2 separate regions of the Zea mays genome follow, and region 1 is linked to region 2. The links are chromatin contacts, called in public Hi-C maps. All regions are on one chromosome and are shown on one strand. The core of a region is the stretch at or near the end of the contact, and the rest is flanking DNA. Distances in the headings are between cores, read along the strand shown. Region 1 has its middle 15 kb from the start of LOC109945267. Region 2 overlaps LOC103650272.

Region 1 (5,596 bases), core at 697-3,196, 150 kb before region 2:
CTTTCAATCTTTTAACGCCATATTAAGTATTAATAAACTCTATTTGCATCTAGTCTAATTTCAACATCTCATCAATACAACATCATTTTTATCCATAGTGTTCACATCCTGACTTTAGGTTGTAGAAAAGTGACCAAGTCTTCATAACCGCGAAGGTACGGCGATCCGAATCGATTATACTCAGCTGAGGATCTCCAATCACACGACATATGTAGCACTTAACCCTTGCATATGTCAACCCACCACCGGGGTTCTTAAGACCAGATCAGGTTCACGCAAACCGAGAGCACAGATACACCACCGTCCAGCCTCTTGCCACGGAGGGTACACGCTACTCTCGCCACCGCTCCACGCCCATTTCGTGTTATCTTATTCTGGCCTTAGTCTGCCCGAGGCAAGGCTTACCCATGACGAGGCATGTGACCAGTTAAAGGGTCCTCGGTCAGCACGCCTACATACGCATTAATCCTTAACCAACCTGGGTAGAACATCACTTGTTCCTAACCCAAGTCTCAATTTAAGTATTTCCATCCTTAGGATTGTGTCTGTTCCTTAGGATGAAAGAGCATCACAGGGAACTTTACAGTAAGATCCCACTATTGCTCCAAATGAAAATATCCTTGCAGGTAGAAGCCATCCTCTCCCGGGTTAGACTGAGGACAACCTCTATCCACAAGATCTAAGCAAGGCTAAGCATTTTTGTAAATCATATTTTGATACTTCACAGAAGTATCTATAGAGGTATGGATATCAAGGAAAGCAATGCATCAAAGGGTTTCAAGCAATTCCTATGAACCTAATGCACATTTCACTAAACTTAAGTGTGCGAAAAGTATTTAAAAACAAAAGGAAAGGGGTTGCATGCACCGGGGCTTGCCTGAGTAACACTAGGTTAGTGTTGTTAGACGACGTTCGCTTGACGATCAGCCTTTATTCCGATACTCGCTCCATTGTCCATCAGCTTCATCCTGCGGATTAGCCCGCGCTTGGGGTCGACTTGGCTTGTCTTCCGCATCGCGCGATTAATAAGCGTACCTAAATGATTTGCATAATGCACATGAATGCATAAGAACGGGAATATTATAAACCTAAATAGTGCTACACGATAGCGAATTTAAACACTTAGCGGCGAGGCGTTGTACAAGTTTATACGATAATACCGGTTATCGACCTACGACTAAGCGCAATAATTACGCTTCTCGAACCTATCACAAACATCACAAACAACAAACTATACACATTAAATATAATTAGCCTACACAACTCACCAGCTAATTAATTAAATACTAATCTTATCACTTGCTTTATAAATTATACTGCATCGCTCATAAAGAACTATTTTAATTTTATTTCACTCCTCACATATTTTACATGTCAACAGTTAATCAAACATTTCTTTATGTTATTTATTTAGTGCAATTGACAATGACAAAATTCATCAGATAGCTATATGAAATACTAAATCTATCCTTTACGTCGCCACCTCGCCTAGGTATCCCTAAATTAATCTACCTTTCGCATCACTAAACCCATCGTACTTCACTTATTTTTAACACTACCACAACGTGCCTGCGCTAAACACGAGGATTATTACGACTAATAATCCTAGTTAATCCAATCATCAGATAAACTTACAAAAAATACAAATCGGCTCACCAGCATCAAACGCGACCCAATACTCGTACGAATGCGGATAAATCCTGGCTCGAGCTTTTTGTCGCGCACTTGGTGAATATTACGCTGCTGGCTTCGTCTTCACCCGATTCTGGGGTTTCTTGGTGACTTGCGGAACGACGACGAGATAGAAATTTTAAAGCCGAGCGAGCCGAGAGGGCACGCTGGCGAGTTAGAAAAAGATTTGGCGCGTGAGCCCGACGCGCACGGATTTTTGTTTTATTACTCCACGCACGACGCGTGGACAGACAGCAAGCAAGGCCGGCCACAGCGAGCATAGGGACATAGCTGCGCGCGGCGTGTGCGCAGAGAGCTCGACCGGGCACGGCGAGCTGGGGACTGAACGCGCTCCGAGCTAGGAAAAGCCGGGATACCACGGCGCGCAGGGAGACGGCAGGCGGAGCGCGCGTCAAGAAGAAACGCCAGCTGCGCGTGGCAAACGGAGGCCGGTGACCTGCGCGACAACAAAGCTGGAGCGAGCTGGGCCGAAAGTCGAGATCTGGGCAGAGGGAGGGGATCCGTGCAGGGCGCGAGCCGCGCGCAGAGAGACTCGGCGGCCATGGACAGGGACAGGGACGCGGCTGGAGCTCGACACTGGGAGCGCGGCATGGACATAGGAGCACACGTAGGGGCAGAGGGACGCGCAGGAACTTGGGCGCGCGACGCGTCTTCCATCGCCGAACAGGGAGCCGGCGTGAGCGCGGCCGAGCAGAGGCAAGCTCGCGCGGCAAGGTCCTGGGGCAAGGAGCCGGGCGCGGCACCAGGGAGCTCGCCGGTGAAGAGCCGAGCGCGAGAGGAGGTCGACCAGAGATGAAGAGGACGTTCGGCCATGGAGGAAAGTAGAAATCCGAGCAGGGGAAGCAGGAAGGGCGCACAGGGGGAGAGAACCGCTCGGCTGGGAGCTGCGGGAGGTAGGAAGATGAGCAGGGGCGGTCGGATGGGAGGAAGAAGCCGAGGGAGGTGGCTGGAGGGGGCTCGGTTAGGAGATGGAGTAGAGAATCGTGCGTGGGAGCTCCACGGCTGGGGAAGGAGAGCGCCGGGAGAGAGAGAGAGAGGATAGCGCAGAGAAGAAGATCAGTGAGGACGCGCGCCATTTAACGGAACCAGAAGCGGCAGCGTCAAAAAAAATCCAGGGCGGCATCAGATGAGATCGGCTGGATTTTTTTTACGGACGAGCGGTGGCTGAAAAAAAAATCAGAGGAGTTGGGCGGCAACAGGATAGGACTAATAGATATTTTTCTGTTTCTTTTTAATTTCTTTAAAAAAATCATAGATATTTGGTGTTCTGATATTTGGATCTGAAAAATATATAAAAGATCGTACTAAAATAAGATCGACATTAGTATTTGAGAAGGATTTGATTTGGTGACTATTATATCTGTTATTTATATTTAAAGATTTTTGGATCGGGGTGAGACGTAATCGGAACAAATCAGAACAGTATTTTGGACTGTGTTCCAATTGATTCGAAATCAAATAATTTTATCCGCGTCTAAACACCTGGTTCCACAGCCACGGATAATTTACCAGTGAATCGAGGCTCAATTACAGATCCTCGCACGCGATTTTGCCGTAAATATGCGTGCAGAAGAATAAATTGGGTAATAACTTCGCGCACGATTTTCCTTGGACAATGCGCGATTCAGACCATTTTGCCCCGAACATTTTAGTCGTCGAGTTCAAACTAATTTGCTCGGGATAAAAATCGTCCAAGTGGTTCGGGCTTCCGAATTCGTATTCATGCGAGCGATGAATTTTAAATACTCACCGGACGCAACGATTTTCGGGACAACTATGTTCCAAACATCACGAAAATTTTAGAACGAGCCCGAATAGATGAAAATAAAAACAATGTCGCACTCGCGACAGACGAAAGAGATGTGATATTAAAATCGCGATAGCGAAAATAATTAGAATTTAGCATCTGTTTTATCCACTGATATTACGCGCTTAAATCCATACTCGTTGTCGAGCGGAATATAAACACCTGGGGTGTTACAAAACCCACCAGTGAATAGACCCTCTGATCTTTGTCAGGCAAACAGGAACAGCCACAGAAAAACAAACATAACTGGAGTTTAATAATTCATATGAATGCACTCTTTAACAATCTGGAAAGCTTATGAAAATATATACAACTTCTTTTACCAACCTAAAGTTTAATTCTGTTGATAAAATTGCCTAAATCTTAAGAGAACAGATTCTGCACATAATTATGAGACTGAAAAACTGCTATAATCAAACTGCAATAACTTTCTGATCTGATGTCCGATTGAGGTGTTCTTCATGGTCACGGAAAGATCTACAAATTGTCTACAACTCATAGATAGACTTTTTATTTTTTTGAGGCTACTAAGACCACGGAAAACCGCCATTAACAGAAATTGTCGAATCTGCCATTCTGCAGAAACTAAATTCGAGATCAAAACCTAACCCCACATCTAATCCAACCTCTAATCCTTTAATCCCCATGATCCACAGCCTCCAAAAGCACATAATTACAGGGAGGAACAAGGATCCCATCCTTACCTAGGGTTTCCCCAAGAAAATCTGCAAGAAGAGATGGGGTAGAACATCTCCTTGATCCTCTCTTCCTCTTCAATTCAACGTGCTCCTCCTCTTCTCGATCCTTGCTGCATAGAGGAAGATCTAGGGAGGAGGAAGCAATGGAGGGTGGCTGCAATGGGAGGAGAGGGGCGGCCAGCCAAGGGGGAAAAGGGAGGGGCGGCCAAGCCAAGGGAAAAAAGGGGGCGGCGGCCAAGAGAGGGGAAAAGGGAAAAGGGGTGGCCACCTAGGGTTTTGTGGGAGAAAGAAACGACGCCTCAGATGACTTCTGACTTTGCATCCAATGGCCTACAACCCCCTTTCCCTCATCCACGCACCGAAAATCAACTTTTGGTCAACATTTTTTTGGGATATTACAACCTTTGACTATTTGCAAAAATACTTTGAAAATATTTTCCAAAAGGATTTGCAAAAACAAAACAAGTGGTGCAAATGTGGTCCAATATGTTAAATAAAAGAAAAGCAATCCATTTATATCTAGTGAGATTATCAATTGGTTTAATTCCAAGTAACCTATGCACTTACCATATGCAAACTAGTTCATTTCTACACTTTATATATTTGCTTTGGTTTGTGTTGGCATCAATCACCAAAAAGGGGGAGATTGAAAGGGAAATAGGGTTAACCTTTTCCTACAATTAATTTTGGTGGTTGAATGTCCAACACAAACATATGGACTAACTAGTTTGCTCTAGAATACATGTTTTATAGGTGCATAAGGTTCAACACAAACCAATAAAAAAATCAAGTTAGGGACTAAATTGAAATGGAGCAAGAACCTGAGTGTGCTCTGGAGTGGCGCACTGGACTGTCCGGTGTGCCACCGGACAATGTTCGGTGTGCCATGCCCGTACAAATCCGAAGCAGCCACTCTCGGGAAAATGCAGGCCCGCTCCGCTATAATTCACCGGACTGTCCGGTGTGCCACCGGACTGTCCAGTGTGCCACCGGAGCAACGACTAACTCGCGCAATGGTTGACTCCGACAGGAGCTATAGTGAGCAACAGTGCCGTGCAAAAGTCAGAGCAGCGAAGTCAGAGGGACACCGAACTGTCCGGTGTGGCACCGGACTGTCCGATGCCGCAACAGGACAAAGTTCCAATGGTCGCCCAAGCTCTAGACCCTAACGATTGGGTGACGTGGCTGCACACCGGACACTGAACAGTGTCTGTCCGGTGGCGCACTGGACTGTCCGGTGCGACCATCGCCAGCAGCCTCCCCAACGGCTACCTTGGTGGTTGAGGGCTATAAATACCCTCCCAACCACCACAACTTCTAGCATCCAAGTTTTCTGAAGATCACTTTCAATACAAGAGCTCTAGCATTCACTCCAAGACACAATACAAAAGATCAAATC
Region 2 (5,732 bases), core at 2,560-5,059:
CTTTGATACTAATACCAGTTTTCAAGTTTATTTCATGTAGTAGTCTCATTGTAAGGAAAATGGAGTCCCCGGAGATAGACAATAAGCTTCCCCTGCAAATCTACAAGAATTCTTATGTCTCACAAGCTTGCCATTGGTCTTCAATTGACTTTCAGTTGGTATATTTGAGACTACATTTGGTATCATTTACATGTCTTCTCCAACATTTGGTTAGACTATATTTCATATCTTATACTTCCCATATTGCTATACATGCATAAGTTGTTAACTCATATCTGTTACCTATGAATAAGGGGAGTCGGTCTAATCAAATCATGTCTTGTTCCTCTATTTCTCACATGCTTTTTCCTAAGTAGAAGATCTCCGTTAGGGGAGTATTTCTTCGTCTCTAAAGGGGAGAAGTTTCTTCCAAAAAGAGAACACTCATTTAGAGGGAGTAATAATTATTACTGTTTCAATCGATATCATTGATAAATCTTTTATGAGGGCAAGTCTTATTTGCTTCCTACATGCTTTAATGTCTTCCTTTTCGGTGGTTGATGCCAAAGGGGGAGAAGTTTTAGGGACCAAAGCAATGGAAATTATATCAAACACCAAACACCACCAAATTAAAATTTTGATCTTGCAAGTGGTTTTGGTTTTTGATCTAAAATAGGAAGCAAGTGAATTATGGAGTTAGGGGGAGGCTTATGTCCATAATATCACATTGTGGGGACACTCATGCATCTTAGCAAGTAGATTGCATATTTTTCATTCAAATGTTTGTTATATTTGCTTGGTTTGGTTGTGTTGTCATCAATCACCAAAAAGGGCGAGACTGTAAGGAAAATGGCCCCGGGCCATTTGGCTCAATAGGTTTTGGTGTTTGATGATCAACATAACATGTGTACTAATGTGTTTGCTAGTGTTTATGTTTGTAGTTCACAGGATGCTAAAGTGACTTGGACTAAGGCATTGAGGAAAGCAACACCTCAAAAGAAGACATTATGAAGATCACAAGTGAGGATCAATAAGTATCAAGCAAAGTCCAAGAAACGAAGAAAAGTGTTGCCACTGGCGGACTGTCCAGTCGAGGGCACCGGACTCTCTAGTGCCACACGTCGGACTGTCCGGTGCACCAGGGAACAGTAGCCCAACGGCTAGTTCCCGGTGGCATTGGTGGAGAGAAGCCACCAAACTGTCTGATGTGACGTCTAGACTATCTGGTGTAGAAGCATGCAGCGCCAACGATCACCTGCGTGTCAAATCCAACGGCTAGGCGCACTGGATAGGGGCACCAGACTGTCCAGTGTGTCGCAGAGCAGCAGCTTTTCTCCAACGGCTAGAATTGTGTTGGGACCTATAAATACCACCCCAACCGGCCATTTCAAGGCGTGGGAGCCCAAGCAACATACCAAGGTATATATTAGAGATTTCCAAGTGCTCATACACCCAAGTGCTTAATAGAACCACTTAGTGATTAGCGTAGGTGCTTTGCGAAGTGCTTAGGTTAGTTAGACCGCTTTAGCGCTTGCTCTAGATGAATCCTAGTTAGTTGAGTGAGTTTAGAAAAACCACACAACCCCTCGGCTCTTGTGTTAGCCGTTGTAATTGTACCGAGTGGGGCGAGAGTCTTGTGAGACCGTGACAATCAAGTTTGTGTCATGGCTGCCACCGTGTACTGGAGGGAACGAGGCCCGCGGCGTTTGGGCCGGAAGCTCGATAGTGGAGACGGCGGGGAGCGTCCGAGAGGAGCCGGAAGCGGAGCACCACTTGCGCGTGGAGAAAGACCTGTAGCTCTCTACGGAGTTACTCGACCGTGTTGCTTGGCCCTCGCGTGGGATTCCCTTTGTGTAGGGGCACCAGCGAGGATTAGTCGGGACCTTACGTGGTTCCGGATACCTCGATAAAAATACCGGCGTCATCCATAAGAGTTTGCATCTCTACCTTGCTCTTTAGCTTCCGCATTTATATTAAGCATTTAAGTTTTTATCTTGTCTTTATAATTAGATTGTTTAGGATTAAAACTTAGACATTGCAGTAGAGATAGCAACACTTAGACAAAATCTAGTTTGCACATTCTAGATTGATTATTTGCATAGATTTTGCTCTAGAGATTTATTTGTGACCTAGTTTAGACAAAGTTTTAGAATTCCTAATTCACCCCCTCTTAGGCATCACATGTTTCCTTCAGTTAGCTCCTAAAACAAATGACTAATTGCTAGAAACATTCCTTTGCTTCAATTTGCTTTCTAAACACCTGTGCTCATGCTCATAAGAGGAATGTTAGTTCTTAGTAATGTGTTAAACATTTAATGACCAAAATAACTGGAAATGGCTCAAGGGCACATTTTCCTTTCACTTTGCTTGTAATGTTTTTGAAAAACAAATGCTCTTTTTGTTATGCTTTCTTTTAGCTTCGTCTATGGTGGATGTTGTATGCAATCGAGTGGTGTTTATTTTTTATTTGTTTGTGTGATTTTTAGAGATTGATCCAGTAGCTTTGAATCAAGATCTATTCTTTGTAAGAATCTCATGTTTTTGTTAAGCAAGGCAAGTGGACTTCTCCCCCTGCATACTCTGTTTGATCCCAAACAACACATGATAACTAAGTTTATATTTATTTTATGTATAATTTGATGGGTTACCTATTCAAATCCACCTAACCTTTCCAACCTTATTTCTTGTTAACCTGGGTTAACTTTTAAACAAGTAACTATGCTATTGCTATAACTTTAATTTTATGCAATTGCTCGTTAATGATATTATTGTTTCAAAGATCATCTTATTGTTATCATTGCTATTATGGATGCTTTGTTAAGTAATCAAGATCATATGATTTAATTGGAACATATGGAGTGACCACCCAGTAAAATAGTGCTACCCAGTGGCGGACCCATAGGTATGCTTGAACAATTTGTATTAAGATTTGTCGTGGTACTGCTTATATTTCTAGCTTAGATGGATTGGATATAGGCATAGTTCTCATGCTTTTTCTGTAGATTGTGATATAAGATTAGGCATAGTTTTTATGGGGGCATCTGTTTACAGAGAGGTTCTTTACAGATATTCCATTTACACCAACAGAAAACATCCTTGTCCTCGCTATCCTTGACAATCGTTCCTGCCCAACGGGTCATCTGAGAGATTCATCACAGCAGGGAAAAAAAACTGTCTCCGGACGCCTGATGGATCGCCTCACCAATATTTCAGACCAAATTTAGTGCTGCTGCAGCCAGCAGCAGGTAACTGAACCCAATCCGCTTTGGTCGATCTCTGGATCTTTCCCACAGGCCACAGCCAAATCCAAGTGCTAAAAAACGAAACGAAACCAATGGTCAGGCCAAAAGGGCTTCTTGCACTGCAGGTCTGCTGCAGCATTATTTTTGTCCTGCAATGGCTGTGCCACCTACTACTAGGCCCCCTGTTGGTTTCACTGCCGTGCATTGTGTTGTGTCGTGGCAGCGAAAAAGGACGCCACAGGTCGCATGCTGTTACAGTATCGTCACGCCAACGAAAATGACGCGCGCAAGGTTTTCAGCTCAAAAACGTTGTCCACACGACTAAAAGATTCGAAAAGTAAAAAACTTTAAAAAAGAACACCTTTATGCTGTGAATAGGCTTGTTCGGTGCCAAAACTTACCGTATATTTTCTGACACACTTACCTAAGGCCCTGCGTTTAAATTCTTTACCACATCTCGACATGTATAAGACACTACTGTCTCACTTTTATAAGAAAAAACCACATCTCGACATGCTCCCATCTCGATGCCCCGGGTCATTTGAGACCCTCCGCCGTTTATCTGCCCGTGGGTCGCAGCAGCTCGCCCGTCGCCCTCACCGGCCACCGCCCAAGCATTTCACGGCCCTTTTTGGCGCTCTTTAGATTCGCGAGCCTCCCTCGCTTGCTTGCGGTGGATCGGCGCCGGAAAAGCAGGCCTTGACAGGCAGCGAGAGGTCAGCTTCGGCATGAACCTTTTTGCTGATGGAGACGCCGGACCAAATCGTCACCAACGATTTCGTTAGTTTTTTTTTTAGGGACCGTTCGCCCATTTTATGCGGCTGCACTGGGTGGCCTTGTCCCAGTTCAGCTGCGCTGCAGTGCGTTCCATGTCACACACTTTGTTTCGTCAGTCACGCGTTTGGATAGCTGTTTCTTTTGGAGAGTTTGAAAACTCAAATCTTTTCCATGATTACATGACTGGAGAGGGTTGAGAGAGAAATAATGTCTCTCTCGTTCCCTTTCAATCCAAAAGATGGTTTGAGTTTCCAAACTAGCCCTCAATATCCAATGAATCGGTCAATAATTAAAACTAATAGTTAGCTAGCTGGCTAAAAATTGTCTAGTTAACCAGTAGTTAGGCGAACTATTAGCTGATTTTAGTTGGCTGAACTGTTAGCTAGCTGGGTTGTTTTGATGTCTACAACTAAAACAGGGCCTAAGTATCTTCATACAAGATGACCATACGCATGTTACCAAAAAAGACGAGGTCATGATTCACATAAAGATAATGTAGCAAAGGATTACAATTCCAGCGAACTCGCTTCACAGGTAAAGATGTGCAGGAGCAATCATCCTTTCTTTCTTTACAAGATGATGAAAGCTGAGACCAAAAGACAGTCAAGCTATACTAGTCAGTTCATCTTAATTAGACAGCAAAAGGAGCAGACCAGGGCCGAAGCCAGCCAAATCTTCGATCTGGTCTCGACCTCACAATTCGCTCGCTAAAAGAAGCGCCGCCCTCTATATGTTAAACTAAGCAACCGTTGCCCTAGGCTAGGCCGCAGCAGCAGCCAGGACCGGCTATACAACGGCGACAGCCTGGGTTATGCCGGCCTCCATGGCAGGTGGATGGGTCACGGTGGATTCAGTGGCAGCTGGCGGTGACGGTGGCTCGGGCCAGCAGAACTCGAAGGGGGCTTCGAATGGGGGCAGTGGAGAAGGCGCCGCGATCTCGGCGGGGCGGGGTTCCGTGTAGTGGAACTCGATCTGGAGGCGGTGGTGCAGGGGCGTTGATGCCATGAGACCTTTCTTGATGTCAGCCTGCAGCTCCCGGATCGGGATGGCGGCCAAGAAGCTCTTGATGTACTCCTTGCATGCATCCTTGCCCTTCAACACAGGCTCGCACTCTTCAGTGTCCGATCCGCTGCCCTGCTCGGTTGAGCAGGTCTCTGAGGAATCCTTGCGGCGTCCACGGTGATCAGGACTTGGTTCCTTCTTTTCAGCAGGTGTTTTGTGGATGGTGGTGGTGTCATCAAACTTCAAGATGTATGCCTGGTTGCAGCCTTCAGACAGCCTCTCACCGAGCGTGTCAATGATGTAAATAGCATTGGCGTCAACCTTGAGGACAAAGAAGTGGTCGTTCCAACTGACAATGTAGAGGGCAGGCTTTCCGGAGGAGCACTCCGCTGCTCGGCTTATCTCGTCCCAGATGTTATCGAATGACATTGCACCGTCGAGGAAGTCGAATCCAGTTACATCCTCAGTGCCTTGAGGATGGAAAAACCCAATGAATGACTTACTGTGAGCAACTGTGAGTGGACGGATCTTTGCATGAAGGACAGTTTCAAGATCAAAGTGCTTATCAGGAAAGCGCTCTCTGTAGGTCTCGTTCTCACAGAGTCTCCTCCATTCCAGAGATCCTTCTCGGATCAGGTTGTCAAACTGTGACCTGATTGGCATCAGGTCCTGGTTTGTTTGGAACCAGTCTGCAACAACAGCCACAAGTGCTGTGCATGCACTCTCCCCTGC

The links. A called contact is a pair of places that touch in the nucleus more often than the background predicts.
Region 1: a Hi-C map of ear shows a contact between it and region 2, with 2.6 times the contacts expected there. The contact joins two enhancer-like sites. A contact is called at or near these places in 5 of 25 Hi-C or Micro-C datasets (ear, endosperm and leaf).

What each region holds. Positions count from the first base shown.
Region 1 is chr3:111,756,886-111,762,481 of Zm-B73-REFERENCE-NAM-5.0, reverse strand. No RefSeq gene overlaps it. Among protein-coding and RNA genes, the nearest start is that of LOC109945267, 15 kb to the right of the region's middle. Within about 2 kb of position 1,946, at least 5 of the 20 cell types and tissues checked have an H3K27ac peak or open chromatin away from gene starts, as enhancers often do. A contact at or near this core is called in ear, where this site is marked.
Region 2 is chr3:111,604,333-111,610,064 of Zm-B73-REFERENCE-NAM-5.0, reverse strand. It overlaps LOC103650272, which reads right to left. Exons shown (of 4, transcript XM_008675882.3): 4 at 4,454-5,732. The coding sequence ends at 4,785. Among protein-coding and RNA genes, the nearest start is that of LOC103650272, 6.2 kb to the right of the region's middle. Within about 2 kb of position 3,809, at least 18 of the 20 cell types and tissues checked have an H3K27ac peak or open chromatin away from gene starts, as enhancers often do. A contact at or near this core is called in ear, where this site is marked.